Linked DNA regions of Sus scrofa: region 1 is linked to region 2. The links are chromatin contacts, called in public HiChIP or PLAC-seq maps. All regions are on one chromosome and are shown on one strand. The core of a region is the stretch at or near the end of the contact, and the rest is flanking DNA. Distances in the headings are between cores, read along the strand shown. Region 1 overlaps PACRG (parkin coregulated gene protein). Region 2 overlaps LOC110259878 (a long non-coding RNA gene).

The links. HiChIP or PLAC-seq counts read pairs in DNA pulled down with a chosen protein or histone mark.
Region 1: an H3K27ac HiChIP or PLAC-seq map of alveolar macrophages shows a contact between it and region 2. The contact joins two enhancer-like sites. A contact is called at or near these places in 6 of 47 Hi-C or Micro-C datasets (alveolar macrophages, heart right ventricle, liver and 3 more) and 2 of 2 datasets of contacts at active chromatin or transcription factors (alveolar macrophages and skeletal muscle).

Annotation. Positions count from the first base shown.
Region 1 is chr1:5,087,869-5,091,670 of Sscrofa11.1, reverse strand. All of the region lies in intron 4 of PACRG (parkin coregulated gene protein), which reads left to right. Among named protein-coding and RNA genes, the nearest start is that of QKI, 210 kb to the right of the region's middle. Within about 2 kb of position 2,515, at least 15 of the 83 cell types and tissues checked have an H3K27ac peak or open chromatin away from gene starts, as enhancers often do. A contact at or near this core is called in alveolar macrophages and retroperitoneal adipose tissue, where this site is marked.
Region 2 is chr1:4,947,048-4,950,637 of Sscrofa11.1, reverse strand. LOC110259878 (a long non-coding RNA gene) reads right to left here. Exons shown (of 2, transcript XR_002342280.1): 1 at 3,101-3,590; 2 at 364-948. Among named protein-coding and RNA genes, the nearest start is that of QKI, 66 kb to the right of the region's middle. Within about 2 kb of position 1,932, at least 27 of the 83 cell types and tissues checked have an H3K27ac peak or open chromatin away from gene starts, as enhancers often do. A contact at or near this core is called in alveolar macrophages and retroperitoneal adipose tissue, where this site is marked.

The DNA.
Region 1 (3,802 bases), core at 1,266-3,765, 140 kb before region 2:
ACTCTGCTTTCCCTCCTGGAATACCGACCCCCCCTTGCTGGGCCACCCTGAAGGAAATGAAGCCAAAATCCCCAAGCGACCTGGCCTCAACCTAATCTTTGGTATTTGGTGTTCTTTTTTTTTCTTCTTTTTCTTCTTCTTTTTTTTCTTTTTAGGGCTGCGCCTGTGGCATGTGGACGTTTCCAGGCTAGGGGTCAAGTCAGAGCTGCAGCTGCCAGCCTGCACCACAGCCATAGCAACACCAGATCCAAGCTGCATCTGCAACCTACACTGCAGCTCACGGCAACACTGGGTTGTCCTTAACCCACTGTGCGAGGCCAGGGATCGAACCCACATCTTCATGGGTCCTAGGCAGGTTCTTAACCAGCTGAGCCACATAAGAAGCTCCTCATTTCATATTCTTAACAAAAAACAAAAACAAACAAAACAAAACAAAAACCAAAACAAAAACTTACACAGTAGCTGTCCTGGCACACCACATGCTCACAGCTGGTTTCCATCTGGACTATAAGCTCTCTGAGGGCAGGACCGCATCAGATGTGCCTTCCAACCATCTTAGCCATGGCCAGAGTGGAAGCTCTGAAACACCATCTGCTTCTATCCATCCGTGTACAAATAAAATCCTGGAAGCCTGGACAACCTGTCCAGACAGGTCCAGCCAGCCTCGGGCGAGATCCACTGCCCTGAAATGCCTGTGAGCACTGAGCATGCGCTTAGTAAGCTGAAATCACCCACCCAAGTAATCTGGTGGCTGTACTACCTTCAGGAGGTCTTTCTAAGAGGACATGGACTTGGATACCACTATGTTATCCAGTTATCAGCTCAAATATTGTATTCCTTTCCAAGCCATGCATAACATTGGGTTTTGTTCTGTCTTCTCTTATTCTTCACCTGTTCTTCCATCTGATCCATGTCTCTGATTAAGGAATCAGGCTTTCTCTTCAAGAATACCTGCCCATTTCCTGGGCATATTTGCTTCCCCAGTGAAAGCTTTAAGTGAGTCATTCACCTGATTGGTACTTTCTGAAAAAAAGAGAACCATGTGAAGATAAATGCTTCTTTCCACCTGATAAATCTTGGGTTTATCAACAAGTCAATTCATTAAAATATCATGACCCTTCATAAGATTTTCTTGTATAGGCACAATGACACTATTTGCTTTTATACTCCTATATGAAATAATGAATTCACATCAGTTGTTACATAACTTGTAATAAATAGATCATGAAAATACTGCTAAGGAATGTCATTGAGTTTCTGAGGAAGCGGTTTAATTTCTTCTATACTCGTGAGCAACTTACTTGGTTGTTCAAGCATATGGAGAGGCCAACAGGCTCTGTTTCTTAGGTTGAAATTGTGCAGAAAATCAGATAATAATCTGATTTGTAATCTCAAAGAGTATCCACAAATTATTAACAACAATTTCTGCCTCTCACAGAGTGAGCACTCCACGATCCCACATCAGATGCTGCATGTCTTTTGCTGGATTGGTATTTTTATACATAGTAATTTGGTGCTCAAGCAGTTACAACATTTAACGGGTGGCACTCAGGTTGTAAATAACAGAGCGAGGGTGTGGTCCAGATATATCTGCTTCACAATCTGCATGGCTAACTACTTGGCTGTGCAACCTTCCCCAGAAGTCAAAGCAGCATTAAATCACTTAGTCACCTGTGTCGGTACCTGGGTAGGAGAGGCTGAGGTGAGATGACAGGGCTGAGATGCTGGGCTTAAGGACGCTGGCTTGAGAGATGCTGGACTGAGGGGTGTTGGGCTGAATGATGGGTCCAGAGATGATGGGCTGAAAGATCCTGCTACACATTGCTTCTCGCTGCTGGCACCAGAGTTTGAAGCCAGGTCAGATTGACTCTTATACCTGCCCATCCATTACCTCAGTACCACACCGCAGGCTGTTTTGTAAACTTAGGCTTAGATGAAGAGTACACAATAAAGCCTTGTTAACAGAAGCATCAGCAAACTTTTATCTACACACACAGCATCTCAATGGCCGACTGAGTGATCCAGATGGCCACTTGGGGACAGCAGAGGCTCAGGGGCAGCAAAAAGGCAAGCAGGGGTTGGAGATGAAAGAGGCAATTCTCAATTATTCTGCGGGTCCCTAGAGATGAACACTGTGAACTTGTTCCCAGTCTCTGAGTCTCATGCCAGCTGTCCCCCGCCCCTTCCTCAGCCACCACCCAAGGACGTGTCCCTGGAAATGTTCCACGTGTGTGGGGGAGGGAGAACTGGAGGTTATTTGCTTGTGATGGAAAAAGAAAATACACATACATCTCCAGCCAACCCTTGCTATAGACATATTTTTGCTGTTTTACAAACTAGACCACAGCACTTCATTAGTAGTCAGTAACCTGCACTGGTTTATTTCTCACCATGAACCACTCATTTACTATGAATGTGTTTTTCATCACTGACTGAAGCAAAGTACCATGCTCACCATGACCACCTGAGTTCCACCTGGTCACCAGTGCACAGGAGGCTGGCAAGGCTGGGGAGGTGCAGCCAACTAACACGTGCTGATGGGAGCCGGTGCTGAAGCAGGGCCAAGCTGGCCCAGCATGCTGTTGGAGCTGTCCTTGCTGTTGATCTAAAACAAAGCCCCTGTTCCCTTCCCATCCTTTTAGCCTTAGTGCTCTTAGGGAAGGTTTAATGATTCTTGATCAAATCTCAACTCAGATCGGTTATCTACATACATTCTTAGGGCTTAACCTCCTCAGTTCCTCTTATGGTTTCCACTGAAAGCAACAGGCTTTTCTAGGCCCTTTTTTATTCCCCTGCTCTGTTGCGAAATAGCTGCTACCTTTCTCTTAGTGAGCCAACTGCTTCCCAACCACGAGCGACGTCATTGCTTTCACTAATTTCTGAAAATTTGTAGTCACAAAATCAGCGGAAGGATAATGTTACTGAAGAAATCCCAACATTTTAGGCCTTGCTTAAATTAATAGTTTTACTTTATCCTGGTTCTCAGTTAAAACATGAGGCAAGAATGGTTTTTGGAATGTTGTTCTGTCTATAAAGTCAATCCAGTTAGGACCGTGGATGAGTCTTATTGCCTTCCACCATGATCATAATCCCCACTTATTTCCAAGCTGCTGAAACTAATCTCTTAAGCCATGATATATCCGAAAAGAAACTCTTGCTGCTTAATGTGGCCTCTTACTTAAGCCTAATATGGCAGGCTTCACTGGAGACAAGAACTTCAAATTATTTAACTGACAACATTAATAAAATGATGCTTAAAACATGGTCATATATGAAATAATAATTATCTATGTAAAGAGAACACTTCCACCAATATTATCTCACTTTATCTTTACAAGCAGTCTTGTGGTGTACGTATTGCCCTATTTTGTTGACAAGGAAACTGAAACTTATAGACGTTGATTAACTCCTTCAGGGCCTCAGAGGCAGTAATTTGCAGACAACGGTCTTGTTGGAAGGTTTTAAGTCAGGCTCAAACGGGAGCGTAGCTTTGCTAGGCAGGAGCAGAGTGGTAGACAGGCTGCGAGTCCGGGGAAGAAAGAGGTCCTGGTGGACCTTTGCTGTGAAGGAAGCCTGTGGAGGAAGCATAGCTTGAAGAATCACTGGGATTTCATTGTGTAGAAGATAGAGCCATGAGGGAGCTCCCTGGTGACTAGAGGTTCAGGGTTCGATGTTGTCACTGCTGGGGCTCAAGTTCAGTCCTTGGCCTGGGAACTTCCGCATGCTTTGGGTGAGGCCAAAAAAATGATAATAATATTTTTTAAAAAAAGAAGAAGAAGGAGATACAGCTGCGAAACAATGT
Region 2 (3,590 bases), core at 683-3,182:
GCCTGCCCTGGGTGCACCAGATGTTCCATGTCTTCTGCTGGGGGGCACTTAGAAGTGCCTTCAATGCTTTCTATCCAAAAATGCTTAGCTTGACCTCGTCAGAGGCTCTACAGCCCCACTTTACAGGCAACACAGGGGACAGAAGGACGAACTAAACAATGTCACAAAGAAGCAATGGGACAAATCCAGGAGGTGAGGTGTCGCACAGTGTAATTGGCCCAAAATAAGTTGATACCCTAAAAAAAGGACAGTTATGAATTAAAGAGACTTAAGGAACATGACCACCTGTGAAAACGAATGGCCATGGATTTGTTATTGATTTGCACAAAATTACGGTAAATAACACACATTTTGAACATAGACTATTGATGAGAAGAAATTTAGTGAAGTAGAAAGGTAGAGATCATTGAATAAAGATATGAAACAATACACTCATTTTGTCTAATTTTAAGATTTTTTTTTTCGGGCCTCTAAGATATTCACAGCCAGGATCACTCAGTGATAAAAGGGTTTCTTCTTCTTTTGTGCTTGCTTCTATTTTCTAGATTTGCACCATGCATATGTACCACTCCATCTATTGTGGGTTGAATTGTGTTCCCCCCCAAAATTCACTGTGACTTTATTGGGAAATAGGGTCCTTGCCCATGTAATCAGTTAAGATGAGTCATCCTGGAGTAGCCTGGCCCTGAGCCGGTATCCCTGCTGTCCTCATAAAAAGGGGAAATGTGAACACACGCGGAGCATGCCAGCTCCGATGAAGGCGGAGATTGAAGCCGTCATCTCACAAGCCAGGGGGGGACTGGGAGAGCGCGGCCTCAGCGGGAAGCAGCGCAGCCCGCACCGTGTCTCCAACTTCTGCGCGCAGCACCCCGAGAAAGCAAATTGTGTTGTTTAAGCACCCCGGTCGTGGTACTTCAGTGCTGCAGCCAAAGGGAGGTGATGCAACATCTATAATAAGAAGAAAGGACTTAAACGCAGAAGTTAAAATAGCAAAGCCTGGGGCCCGGGTGGGGGGCGCCCGCCCTCACCGGTTCAGGAGCTTCTATTTCAAGGGCAAGAGGTTCCATTTTATAAACAGCTTGGACCAGAACTTTCTTCGTTACACTGCCTGCCCGGCCTTCCTGTCCGGGGAGCTCATGAGTCAGGCTCCTCTTGAGTCACCTCTGCTCCCCAGCAGCGCGGGGAAGAGGCTGCGCTCCCGGGAGCCTCCGGCAGCGGCCCTCACTGCTCCCCGAGGCCCGCCGCTGAGCCAGCGTGGTCCCGGTGCCCTCAAAGAGCCGCCGAGGCTATTCTTATAATGAAGCGCCTCATCCTCCCGTTACGTGGCCCAGAGGCCCGGCCAGAAACCTGAGCCGTCGGGGCCAGGAGATCAAAATAACTTCCAAGAATAACCCGGGCCGCGCTGCTCCCCGGGCGCCCCGCGGAAGCCCCGGCCGCCCCCGCTTCCTCCCGCGCTCCCCAGGAACGGGCCTATCATGTCCCACACGCTGAAATTCAATAAACTGGAACAATCGGAGGAAGTGTGGAGCTTTCTCCGCACCGGGACCCTGCTTATCAAAGTGACAAGATTGATTCAGTTGCTACAAACGTCCGAAGACTTCCTTTCCCAAAAGAAAGGCCGGGAGGAAGGTCATGTCCTTCGGCCACCTCCCCCGAGCCAGGCGCTGCATCTGCTTCTCTTCAAGCTGGTCCGGCAGGCGGCCCCCTTCCCAGCTCCTCTGTGCGTCCCTCCAGGGGGCGGGTGAAGGCAGCGGCCCTGTCACCTGCCTGGGAAGCGGCAGGGGAGGGAGGCACGTGGAGGGGAGACCCCAGCGAGAGAGGAAAGGGGCGGGGAGAAGAGGCAAAGGAGGGGGAGGCAAGGGCCCCTCCCCAGTGCCCGTGGTACCACCCTCTGCAGGGACCAGGCCCTCCAGCCAGGGCCCCCACCTGGGCTCCCCGCCTCCTCCGCTGCCCACCGAAGCCAGCACAGGCCCTCCCCTCCCTCCCCCGTGCCAGCCCTCAGAGTAGAGCACATTCTGAGCTAACTGTGTCGCTCCGAGTCCCGTCCCTGTCCCAGTCCTTGTCTGGGCTGCTCCCCTCAGGGAGTGACTGTCCCGTCCTTTTACAGGTGGTCAGGCAGAGCCTTCCCCCGACCTTGCTGAAGCCCCCAGCCCCTCTGCCCTGCACCCTGCGCCCTTCCCCTTGGAGGTGGCTAAGCTCACACCCCCTGCACTTCCCACAGAGCCCAGGTGAGCAGGGGGCACTGCCCAGCGGGCACTGAGGAAAGCTGCAGCCCGACCAGAAGCAGCATTGTGACATTAGAGCAGGTGTCCTCGGGTCTACCTCGGGGCCCCAGGGCCCTGCAGCCTCACCACAGGCCGCAGTCAGAGAAGCAGCCGCTGGACTGAAAGCCAGGCTCCCCCCTACCCGCCCCAGTCTGAGCCAGGACAGCACGACCGTGGGTCCCTCTGAAAAGAGGGGACGCATCAGAGTTTGGCCACCGCCGCTGGCGGAGGAAGAGGCTGCTCCAGGGGTAGATGGAGCTTCATAAACCTGAGACAGCCGGAAACAGCGCCTCCACCTGCACGACCCTGGGCCTCAGAGTCAGACTGTTTTTGAACAAAATGTGTCAAAGGGATGAGATCTTTTTCAAGAGCTACATGGACCCTCTCTTGACCGTCTCTGCTCTGGGAGGACGCCCTGACTTTCCTGCTCCCAGAAAGCCAAGAACCAGGCCCCAGACAAGGAGGACAAATAACTGCCTGAATGGGCTGCCTCATTTGTGTCCTTGGGAGACAAAGGGATAATCCAGGCCTAATTTAGACACAACTTCAGAATCCTTCTGAACACGACTGACCAGCCAGGGTTGCCTGTAAGCTGAAGCCTGCTTGCCCGGCAGGCTCCTGGTGAGAGGGACCCTCTGGTGCCCACCCACCAGCTGGCTGGGTCCTCTCGCAGGCACGCTCAGCGCCGTGGCCTGGACCCCTGCTTGCTCAGTACTCAGTTTCTCGAACTCTCTCTCCCACGGTCTGGCCGTGCAGAGCGCTGGGCTGGACCGTGGGATCCACACACTCCAGTCAGCAGCCTCCTCCAAACAGGCCGCCGCGAATGTCCACGGTACCTGGGTTACACGGAGCCGTGTCAGTCTGTCAGTCAGTGAGTCAGTCTACATCCTCTGAGCGCCTTCTAGAGAGATCCTGAACCCTGGCAGGGGAGGGGAGGCAGATCCTTTTCTTCAGCTAATGAAAACTACGACTTCCTGTCAGATGCATCGGCTACAAAAATAGAGGAAATGCAATGAAAACTCCTCCAGAAACAGTGTGTGTGCGGTATCACATGACACGCCGAGTGAACCAGTCAGGGCTGGTGGAGGCCATGCTCGGTCACACCTGAGGCTCCAGTGCCCCCCCAAACACATGCACTTCCCACTCTGCTTCTGTCCTATCAGTGGCCTGTGGTCCCCAAAGGGCCCGGGACTGGATGAAGAGGGCCGGCCGCCTCTGGCCTCCCCCACCCGTGAAAACGCCCTGTCCCCCAGTTTCCCACCATCTTGCCCTCGGCCCCATGGGTCTGAGAGTCGCTGGCCAGCGCCTAAACCAGTCACTGGCCAT